Linked DNA regions of Sus scrofa: region 1 is linked to region 2. A link is a contact called in public HiChIP or PLAC-seq data. All regions are on one chromosome and are shown on one strand. The core of a region is the stretch at or near the end of the contact, and the rest is flanking DNA. Distances in the headings are between cores, read along the strand shown. Region 1 holds the start of CHIT1 (chitotriosidase-1). Region 2 holds the start of CHI3L1 (chitinase 3 like 1).

The links. HiChIP or PLAC-seq counts read pairs in DNA pulled down with a chosen protein or histone mark.
Region 1: an H3K27ac HiChIP or PLAC-seq map of alveolar macrophages shows a contact between it and region 2. The contact joins the promoter of CHIT1 here to the promoter of CHI3L1 in region 2. A contact is called at or near these places in 1 of 47 Hi-C or Micro-C datasets (blood) and 1 of 2 datasets of contacts at active chromatin or transcription factors (alveolar macrophages).

Annotation. Positions count from the first base shown.
Region 1 is chr9:113,938,831-113,944,825 of Sscrofa11.1, reverse strand. CHIT1 (chitotriosidase-1) reads left to right here and starts at 3,381. Exons shown (of 11, transcript XM_003130296.4): 1 at 3,381-3,453; 2 at 4,709-4,738. The coding sequence starts at 3,429.
Region 2 is chr9:113,891,638-113,897,375 of Sscrofa11.1, reverse strand. It overlaps CHI3L1 (chitinase 3 like 1), which reads left to right and starts at 2,343. Exons shown (of 10, transcript NM_001001540.1): 1 at 2,343-2,433; 2 at 2,716-2,745; 3 at 3,900-4,101; 4 at 4,603-4,659; 5 at 5,396-5,546. The coding sequence starts at 2,409.

The sequences.
Region 1 (5,995 bases), core at 2,132-4,631, 46 kb before region 2:
ATCCTTAACCCACTGAGCGAGTCCAGGGGTTGAACCCACACCATGTCCAGTTCTTAACATGCTAAGCCACAATGGCAACTCCAGGCTTATGCTTTTTTAATGTTGCAATGAATTCCATGCACATTATTTTACACCAGTAATTGAGTGTAGAAGTAAATAAAAGGACAGAGGGAGAGGGAGAGAGAGAAAGAGAGTGAGAATGAGAGAAGAAAGGAGGAGGAAAGGAGTCTACACGTTATATGAGGCTCTGAAGGAGGCAGTGGGGGAGAGGCTTGGGGACTGGATGGCCTGTAGTTCGGGTCTTGGCCCACACTACCTAGACCCAATCCTCCCCTCTCAGTGTGGTACCCACTGTACGCCTACTGCCTCAGGCTCAAACCTGTTACTAGTGGTAAGAGAAGAAGCTTCCACAGGGACATGGTCCCCCAGGATCAGGAAACAAGCAGACATTTGGACAGGCAAGGCTGCAACCTGCATGGCCAGAGAGGACTCAGTGTGCCCTTTGTCCCCAAAGGGCGGTGAGGACTCCCAGCTCTGCTTTTTAACATGACCAAAGGCCACAGCAGCCAGCACCCACAAGGTCCTCTCCTGCCTGGGACTTGGGCCCTTCTGCAGATGGCCAGACGGGAAAGGGAAGAGCCTGGGAAGCTCCACTCAAGCTCTGAGCAAGTTTGCAAGTTCTTTGGTTTCTCTTTCTCAACTGCAATATGGAAGAATGGCTTCTACTAATAGATGAGGTTTGTTTTGGGGGAGCAGGGAGATAGTGCATTTACATCAACCAGCTACTTACTGAGCACTTGTCATTGAGTGGTGAGGGGACTGAGGAAATAACATTCAATCATCAATTGACTCAATATTTTCAGACATTGTTGAGGTCTATTATACAGTGCACAGTAGTGAACAGACAGACATGGTTCCCACTCTCGGGGCTTCCAGTCTAGTAAGAAAGATACACATTTGACCTGGCAAATCACAAAATAATTACATAATTGCAAATTAAGATAAGGGCAAGGATGGAAGGAGCATGCTGCTTCAGGAGAGAATAACAGTAATAGATAGGTCAGGGGGATGAAAAGAAACAGCTGCATTAACCAAGGTAGTGGTGCTAATGGTGAGGTTACTGGACACAGCAGAGACCTTGGATGATTGGGGGCAGGTCAGGATCTGGAGTGACTCAGAATCTGCAGGGTCCTTTTGGTGACATGAAAATGATCAGGAAACCTCAAAGCTGACAGGTCAGTTGTGTATATGGGGTGGTGGCAAGATAAGGAGGCCACCTGCCTCTCTGGAGAAGCTTCTCAAGGTCTCCTAGTTTTCATTCCCCACCTTCACCCTTCCCCTCCTGCCCACATTCTAGGACCTGAGGCACTTCTATAGACATCAGGTGACTCTGAATGGGCTCCTTTGCAAGATCATCAAGTGAGAGGGAAGGTGAGGACATAAGGACCGTCCATCTGGGCACAGAGGTCTGACCCCTCAGGGGCCTCATAGAGGTTACCAGAGCCCTGATCTCTGACACCCACAGAGACTGGGCAGAAGTGGGCTAGGGAGCCCCAGGAATAACAGCAGCCAGTGACCAGTGCCTTTGCAACAATCCTCTAAGGACTTCTTTTTACAGATGAAGAAACCAACACCCAGAGAAATTAAGGAACGTGCTGGAGGTTACACAGATAGTAAATGGCAGAGTTGGGATTCAAACCCAGGCAACCTGACTCTGGAGTCTGCTGCCACTGGACATTGCTGCTCAGTCATCCAGGCCGCTCACATGAAGGCCAAAGACCAAGGACTGGATTGCTCAGATGCTGCAGAATTTTTCCAGGACCCCAGAGTTCATGGGTGCATGGTCCATTATCTGCAAGACATAATAAATAACATGTGCCAGTTAGGTCCTGTAGTGGCTCAGGGATGTCCCCCCTAATATCTCCAGCCAGCACCTCAGGATGTGACCTTACTTGGATAAGGATTTTTGCAGATGTAATTAAGGTAGGAATCTCAAGAAGAGATCATGCTGGATTAGGTGGGCCCTAAATTCAATGACAGGGGTTTTTGTAAGAGGCAGAAAAGAAGAAGATACAGAGGAAAAAGCCACGTGAGAATGCAGACAGACACTTGGGTGATGCTTCCACAAAGAAGGAACTCCAGAAGCTGTCAGACACTGGAGGAGGCAAGGACAGATCCTTCCTGATAAATTTTGGAGAAAGTACGGCCCTGCCAACACATTGATTTCAGACTTCTGGGCTCCCAAACTGTGAGAATACATTTTTGTTGTTTTAAGCCACCGAGTTTGTGGTAATTTGTTATAGCAGCCACAGGAAACTAATAGAAGTCCATACTATTCCTTACGAGAAACACAGGCAGAGGAGTTCCCCTTGTGGCTCAGTGATAATGAACCTGACTAGTATCCATGAGGATGTGGGTTTGATCCCTGGCCTTGCTCCGTGGGTTAAGGATCTGGTGCTGCCATGAGTTGTGCTGGAGCTCACAAACACAGCTTGGATCTGATGTTGCTGTGGCTGTGGTGTAGGCCACAGCTGCAGCTCCTGATTTGACCCCAGCCTGGGAACCTCCATGTACCGTGGGTGCGTTATCATTATATAGTTTTCTCAATGGATATAAAAGCATATCACATGGATAGCAATAAAAATACCTTACAAAATATAAACTGTATTTGCAACACCATCATCTTTTTTTTTATTTTATTATTTTTTTTTTGTCTTTTTGCCTTTTTCTTGAGCCGCTCCCATGGCACATGGAGGTTCCCAGGCTAGGGGTCTAATCAGAGCTGTAGCTGCTGGCCTACGCCAGAGCCACAGCAATGCAGGATCCGAGCCGCATCTGAGACCTACACCACAGCTCATGGCAATGCTGGATCCTTAACCCATTGAGCGAGGCCAGGGATCGAACCTGAAACCTCTTGGTTCCTAGTCGGATTCATTAACCACTGTGCCACGATGGGAACTCAGCAACACCATCATCTTACAGAGAAGTTACATGAGTTTCAGAGAAGGCCATGACCAAGCGAGCAGGCAGGCCAGCTCCCTTGCCTCATGAGGCAGGCTCTGTGAGCTCTCATGGTCCTTACCAAGCCACACAGAGAAAGTCAGAATCATGCTCCTCTAGCAGAAAGTTCAGAAACACTTCCCGCTTCCCTTCCTCTTCCTCCTGATTTGGCAATGATGAGAGCCCAGTTTACACCCTGTGATTGTTCCAGAAAACCAAGGGTTGCTAAAGGCCATTGTGTCAGGTTTGCCCAATCCATGCTGCTTGACACCCTAGCTCTCCATACCACATCCCCTGTCCTGTGTCCTTCCTCTGCCCCACCTGATTTCAACACCCCTGGCTGTGCTGGGACAGGGAGGCCCAATAAAAGGGGGGGCAGTGCTGGGTAGCTTGTTGCTGGGACTGGAGTCTGTCACTGTGCCAGCACCATGGTATGGTCTGTGGCCTGGGCAGGTGAGTGGGAGCTGTCAGGGAGTGTGAGCTGGGCCCCTGGAGCTGTGGGGAGGTGAGGGTGTGTCTGTGAAATGGCTCCATGGCCATCAGTAAGGAAGAGGGAGCTTTCAGAACTTAGGAAGGTCAAGTTCATTCCTCCTCTGCTGCCTGGCTTGCAATCCTTCATTGCCTTTCCTGTGGGATCCCTCTGGGGTCTTTCAGCCCATGAGCCTTTGTGTTGCAAGGAAAAGATTTCTCAAAAGGCTGAAAATGACTTTTCCTCCTGTTCTGGAAGCCCAGAGTCAGTGAACACCTTAGCATGTTTGGTTTTGTGTCTCCTGTGTTCTTAGGGCTCCTGCTTTCCAAGAGGCACCCACTGCCAAGGGATTCTTCCTCAACTTGCTGCTGGTTGCCCAGCAAAGGGTGGCCAGGGGCCATGATCCTGGGTGTCCTTACAATTTTTTAATTTTCTTTTTTAGGGCCACACCTAAGGCATATGGAAGTTCCCAGGCTAGGGATCAAGTCAGAGCTGCAGCTGCTGGCCTACACCACAGCCAGAGCAACTCAGGATCCAAGCCACATCTGTGACCCACACCAAAGCTCAGGGCAATGCTGGATCCTTAACCCATTGAGCGAGGCCAGGGATTTGAACCCCAGTCCTCATAGTTACTAGTTGGGTCTGTAACCCACTGAGCCACAAAGGGAACGCCCACAAGTTTTCACGCAAGTTTCACTAGGTTAATGGGAAAACACAAGGTCATCAGAAGGGTGAAAGATGTATGTCAAAAGGAGTCCTGCTGAGCGCTAGGTCTCCAAGGATGTTGGTAATTCAGCCAGCGTCTTGTGCGGTGTGGCAGGAAAGCAGCACAAAGCAGTAAATAGTGGCTGTAAGGTACAGGGGCTACTGAGAGATGGAATGTCTGGCCAAACTCTTTCAAATTATCTCCTTCCAGGCCCAGCATAGGTTTTCTTCTAGTTCCAAAAGAGAAACTTTCTAAAAACCTTAAAAGCCAATGGTTTTCCTAGAGTCTTCCTAAATCCATACCACCTTCCACTGATGCTCTAGAGAGGGAGCAGGCTCAGCTCATGGAAACTTCCCTTCAGCTCTGGGCCTTCCCCTGGGTCCCTTCTGGGCAGAAGAAGCTTGATTTGTAGGAAATTGTCCTGAGCCCACTCCTCCCCGACTACCTCTACCTCCCGTGCTTCAGTAACTAAACAGGGCCTGGGAAAGTGAGAATGTCATTGTAAACTCTCCCTTCTCTTTTGTGCTATTCAGGTTTGATGGTGCTGCTGATGATCCAGTGGGGTAAGTGGCACCTTTCTTGAGACTAGCCCCGGATTTCCTAAGCCCCATTCCCTTGGCTTGGCTACCCTCTTCCACTCACTCCCCCAACCTTACTCCTACCCCAAGAGCTCTTGCCAGATTTCTCCTCCAAAGCTCAGCTTCCCCCAAGTGTCCTTATCACCTTACTAGCCCTGCAGTTCCTTCTCCCAAGAAGGTTCTGGCCTCCTCACCCACTAGCTCAACTCATCTATGTCTGTGGGGCCGACAAATTTCAGCCTCTCTCTGGCCTTTCCTGAGGTCACTTGCTCCAACCTCTGTGCTCTCATGGCACCTGAGCCCATTTTACAGTGTATAGCGCAGTGTTTCTAATTACTGGCTTGAGTGTCCCTCCCTCCATGTCCTAGTCCCACGGCTCAGCAAGAACAACACTGTCATCCCGTGTCTGTTGCACTGATTGCATGTGCAGCATGGGAGAGCCAGGATGGGCTCCTGCTCATGCAAGAGGAGAGAACTCTCTGGGTGATCTTTAGCAACTTGGACTCCTGGGTTCCCTTCCCACCCCACCCTACTCCCTATACTCAGCCCCTCATCCTGAGGCTGGGCTGTGGCACTGGACACACATTTCCCTTCTACATCTCACAGAGGGAACAGCCAGGGGCCAGAGAAATAACAAACATGGGGAAGAGAGAGAGGTTGAAGATTTCCTAAAAAGCTTTAGCCCAAGCTACTTCTGGTCATATGGAATGCTATGATATGGCACAGTATATGTTTATGATAATAGAATTTTGTGTGGATGAAGTTAATATACATAAAGCACTAAGGGACAGAGCTTACTATCTGCCAGCCCTGTTCTGAGTGTTTTACATACATTAACTCTCTGCCCACGTGATAGTCCTTCAAAGAGGAACAGGGATCATTCCTATTTTATGAAGGAGAAAGCTAAATTATCTGGCTAAAAAGTTGCAGAGTTGGGATTTCAGCCCAGGCATTGAAGCTCCAGAGTCCCCACTGTTAACCACCAGAGCTTATTGCCACTATAGTACAAAACTCTCTGCATGACATTTGATATGTTATGGCAGGATATGATACAGAATAAAAGAGCTTCCTGGCTCCTTTCTAGATGATCCCCGGGATGTGTTCTCTGAGTTAATTCCCTCCTTCCTTCTTTTGCTTTGGAGAATTTACCAGTCTTCCTTCTATATCACTCCAGGCTACACCTCCCATCCCCATGAGCAAGCTTCATCCTGGGTGACATCCAGTTAGGGCTAGTGACCCTAT
Region 2 (5,738 bases), core at 1,094-3,593:
TCCCGCGTTGCTGTGGCTCTGGTGTAGGCCGGTGACTACAGCTCCAATTAGACCCCTAGCCTGGGAACCTCCATATGCTGCGGGAGCGGCCCAAGAAATAGCTTAAAAAAAAAAAAAGGCCCATCATAGTTATTGACAGGCAAGTAGATGGCACATACAAAGGTCCTGAGGTGAGAGAGAGTAGAGTGAATATAAGGATCTGAAAGAAGGCATGCATGGGCGGGTTAGAGGGAGTAAACTGGGCATGGAATGATGTGAGATGAGGCTGCGAGGTGATGTGCCTGGGGACTTTTGGCCAATCCTGCTGGAGAAGGCCCAGGGGATGTCTTGGATATTTGTCATGACGATATCATTATTATGTAATTCCATCATTACGGAATTAATAAACTGGTTTGGGGGGAGCACAGGACAAGGCTTGGGCCATTCTGAATCTATGAAATAATTCTTAACAAAGAAAGAGGGTGAAAATAGGTGTTTTCTTAGCATCCTGCACTTTGTTAGGAAAAAATTTGCATGCCTGCTACTTTGTAATACTTCTATCAGGGATGAGAGGAAGTTCACTTCCCAACCACCCAAACAAACAAGGATAAGTTTTCGTGGACTATCACCGTTGTCAATCATTTAGGCTACAAAAGAAAGCTTGTTGCTTTAACAGGGAGAAACAATGTCCCTTTAGCATTTGTGAGTATGACTCTGGACAAACCACCTTCTGTCCTCTTCTCTTACAATAAAGGGGTGAAATTGTTTCAGTCTTATAGGAAGAGGAAGGAAGAGAAGGGGGACAGAGGGAGAGACCACCAAGAGAGGGATGTGAAAGCAATGTGGCTAACATCGGATTATTACTTAATGTTATTGTAAAAATAAAGGTATCTGTTGAGAAGCCCTCCAACCCACGCTGGCAATTCAGAACTTTCACTCACTATCTATTAATTAATATATAGCCTGCAAAGAATTGAGCTGACCAGAATCTTTGGCCAAAAAGTTTCCACAAACAGGGGACAAACCATGCAAAGGCTTGTTAAGAAGTTTGTTCTTAGAGTTCCTGTCGTGGCTCAGTGGTTAACGAATCCGACTAGGAACCATGAGGTTGCAGGTTCAATCCTTGTCCTTGCTCAATGGGTTAAGGATCTGGCATTGCTGTGAGCTGTGGTGTAGGCCAGCAGCTGCAGCTCCAATTAGACCCCTACCCTGGGAACCTCCATATGCCGCTGGTGTGGCCCTAGAAAAAGACAAAAACAAAAACAAAAACAAAAAAAAAAGAAGTTTGTTCTTATCTGAAGAGTGATACAAAATCACTGAAGGATCTAGAAAGAGATAACTTCGTTGAGCTTGCATGTCAAGAGAGAGGAGCTCAAGTTATGGAGATTATTCATCTTCTGAGATTAACCTCTCCTGGGGGAAATCAAAAGTTATCAAAAGTTGTCTCATTTTTACTCCTTGCTACTTTGTTGCAGTCCCAGTCTTGCCAGATCCAGATCCTTTCTCACACCTTTTTTTTTTCTTCATTTTTGGCCGCCCTGAGTCCTATAGAATTCCTAAGCTAGGGATCAGATCTCTGAGCCGCAGTCATGACCTAAGCCACAGCTGTGGCAACCAGATCTTTAAACCACTGTGCCCAGCTGCGGATTGAACCCACACCCCAGCACTCCCAAGACACTACTGATCCCGTTGCGCCACAGAGGGAACTCCTTTTCTCACTCATTTTCACTGGCTTTTCAAAAAGGAAGAAAAACAGCACCAGGTCTCAGAGCATTCTTGGGAATTTCCCACTGTCTCCAGCTTTTCCTTTAAATAATCTGTACATCAGTTGCTCTCTGACCCTCTACTCTCAGGCCTGGCTGTGGGAAACAGCTTGGAGAAGGAGAGTAGGTCAGGCAGGGTGCTGCTGGGCTCAGGGAGAGACTAAATAGCAGCCTTGTTTGGGGCACCATGGATTACAGAACTCAATTGTGACCAGTTTCAACCCGGCCAAGGGCCTAGATGCATGGAGTGCTGGAGAGGAAAAGGTAGAAGCTGCCAGAAAAGCCCAGAAACTGCCAGTGAGAAAACAGAGAAAAGTGAGTGTGAGGTTGAGTCACTGGCCCCGGGAGCCCCCAGATCATAGCCTTAACAGCTCTTCTGCTGGCAGATGCCTCAGGGAGATCTGGCCCAAGTTTTCAAAACTCTCCAGGGTTTCTCAATCGCCTTGGTGGCAGGGCTCCACCCCCACCACTTTCAAGCCTGGTAGTTCCTTCATTGACACATAGCTCAGTTCCCATAAATGGGATGGTGTGGGGCGTGGGGGAGTGGAGTGGGACAGGTATAAGAGGAAGTTCAAGGTCTGAGGAAGTGTCCTGCCTACGCTGTGGGCTGCAGGAGGCTGACGGCACAGGAAGAAGCCACACAGCCACCCCTCTTCTACAGCCAGGATGGGTCTGAGGGTGGCTCAGACAGGTCTCTGGGTTGGCCCTTGAGCCACTGCACAGAGGGACTGGCCTCCTACCTGCAGAGTGGGAGGGGCAGTGGGAAGGAGAGGGAAGGGGGTGGAAAGCAGAGATGGGGAGGGAGGGAGGAGGAGCCTGGTCTGAGGAGGCCCTTGACCTTGATTCCCTGATTGGGGTGGCTGGGGGCCGGGGATGGGGTGGAGGGGTAGCGGGGGGGGGTGCGGTGATGGGGAGCAGAAGGATGGGCAGGAGATACTTGCAGGAGGTGGTCTCACCTTGCATTTCCTTTCAGGTTTTGTGGCCCTGGTGCTGCTCCAGAGCTGTAAGTAACCCCCTTTTAAGTCCCAGGAGGTGTGGGTGTGGCAAGGGCTGTGAGGAGGAGACCTGAGCACTGACAGAGTGTGTTTCCAATTTCTTCTGTGGCTTAAATGGCTGAGAAATATTAGCATTTGTTAAACCCAGGTGATGAGGTAATGAGTATATAGATGTTTATCATACTACTACTCCCTACTTTTCTACTACTTTTCTATATATTTAAACAATTTCAAAATTAAAATTTTTCAAAGACTCAGATTCAGTGAAGTCTTCAACTAAGGGTCTGGTGGGAACCACTAACAGGAGCCCAGAGACAGCAACGATGAAGGATGCTCACTGCCAGAGGGCAGAAGAGGCCTACTTTGCAGCAGGAGAAATCAGAATGAGAGGAGAGGAGGAATTGATCCATTGAGCTATTGTACCCCAGCTTGAGGGATGGACCAAGAGAGCCTAGGGACTGCTGTTCTGGGTGGGTTGCAAGTTAGGGGCACTCCCACAGGAAGGCAGAGAAGAGATGAGCCAGAGAATCTCAGATCAAATACTCCACTGAAGGTCCTGCGAGAATCTCCCCTGAAGGCCAGGGTCTTCTGACACTGGCTGTTGAAGACTGGGCACCTCCTCTCCTTCAAAGCCACTGCCTCCAGGAAGCCTTCTTTACTTGCACCAGGTCCCATTTCATCTTTATTCATCAGCCTGCTCCCCTCGCACCCCACCCTGGCAGTATATTTATCCATTGCATTTGATCTTTTCTAAGCGTTTTCAGAATTGACCTTATTATTTTGCTTTTTAGGGCTGCACCCGAGGCATATGGAAGTTCCTAGGCTAGGGGTTCAATCTGAGGTACAGCTACTGGCCTACACCACAGCCACAGCAATGCCAGATCCTTAACCCACTGAGAGGGGCCACGGATCAAATCCACAACCTCATGTTTCCTAGTCAGATTTGTTTCTGCTGTGCCATGATGGGAACTCCGGAATAGGGCCTTATTTTCATCAAACAAGAACAAAAAGGCAGAGGCACCTGAGCCAGACCCTTTCATTTAGGATTCTAATTTTGCTCACAATTCTGTCCATCTATCCCGCCCCCTAAAATCCCATTGGTGTGCAGCTTGGGGCTCAGGCTCAATCCTGGCCCAGGCCCCACCCTAGCCTTCTCCTTCAGGTGCTGCCTACAAGCTGGTTTGCTACTATACCAGCTGGTCTCAGTACCGGGAGGGTGATGGGAGCTGCTTCCCAGATGCCATCGACCCCTTCCTCTGCACCCACATCATCTACAGCTTTGCCAACATAAGCAACAATGAGATTGACACCTTGGAGTGGAATGATGTGACGCTCTATGACACACTGAACACACTCAAGAACAGGTTGGGCCATGGGCTGGCCAGGGCTGGAGGAAGATGGAGGGTTAGCCGGGCTGGCTTCAGGGCAGAGTCCCTCTGCCCAAGGGGATGGCCCTCAGTACTCCCCTCTGGGTGGAGAGTAGGAGGGCCTCGGCTTCAGTGAGAGGAGGTGATGAGGGGAAGTGGCAGGTTATTGAAAGAGGCAGACTGTAGAAGAAGGTGCAGCTGAGCTCCCTTGGGAAAGGGAGGCATGTCTCTCATCACCTCTCCATGGAGCATCAGAGTGTTCATGGCTCTATTTTGTCATAGCCTGGCTTCCCCATTGGAGGGAATGAAATTGGGCAGCATACCTAGGAGTAACTGCCACAAATACTTAGCAGTTCTTAGCCTACTAAATCTCAGGGTTGGAAGGAAGGACCTCCCACTCCAAGCTAGAAGCCTTCCACAGCCTCCCAAACATGGGGCCACCCCATGCTCCAACAACTTCCCTTCACCCCTACCCTCCTGCTTCCCTGTGCTCCACAGGAACCCCAACCTGAAGACCCTCCTGTCTGTTGGAGGATGGAACTTTGGTTCTCAAAGGTAGGACACATTCCCCAGAGGATGATGGAGTAGGAAGAGGCGTAAGTTTCTCCTCACCTGCTATGTGTGGGGCAGGTGGTCACGGGGATCCCAAACTGGTCAGGCACAGGGTCCTAAATGGTTTTCAGGGGTCTACCTCATGTACAACCAATAAATCAGAGCCCAAAAGGGAAAGGGACTTGCCAAGAGTCACACAGCAAGGTAAGGCTTCTGATTTCCTGCAAATGCTCTTTTAAACTGCTTCTCAGACATGAAAGCAAAGACATTTGGGGGCTACTATCCGAAGGGGCTGGAAAGAGAGAGATGAAATGAAAGGAAACATTTGGAAGTGGAGGCCCTGGGAAGACTTCATGGAGTGGGTAGAGTAGGAGCTCTGAAAAGGGGACAAGGTATGGCCATGAGAGCTCCCATGCATGTCATGCATCCTGTCCAGCCATTATCACATGTAATCCTCATAACAGCACTACGTGATATATTTATGCCCATTTTAGAGATGAGGAAGCTGAGGCTCAGGTTATAACCTGCTCAATGTGTCTTGGATAGTAGATGATAGATCCAAGGATATCTGGCTCCAAAGCGTACACTCTAAGATGCCTAGAGATGGGTCTTGTCCCAAACATGGCCTCTTAGAGCTGTGTGGGTTTGGGCTCCATATGTCCCAGAGACCTACCCCCAGAGGGCCGAGGCATTCAGCATTTTGGTGCTGAGAATTCTATTGGGGTGATTTCGGTTCCAGATTTTCCAAAATAGCCTCCAACACTCAGAGTCGCAGGACTTTCATCAAGTCGGTGCCACCATTCCTGCGGACCCATGGCTTTGATGGACTGGACCTAGCCTGGATCTTCCCTGGGCGGAGAGACAAGCGGCATCTCACCACTCTAGTCAAGGTGCTGGTCGGGTTGGGGAAAGGAACAGGGAGGGTACAAGCTGTCTTCAGGGATGTTCTCCTGAGGCAGGCAAGGGAGGATTGAGGCCTCCTGGCTGCAGGATCCTGAGATCTGGACCAGAGATAAGACCCGAACTGGTCTGTGTCCTGAGATCTTACCCAGCGAGGAAGAATCACATGACACCGTGGGAGA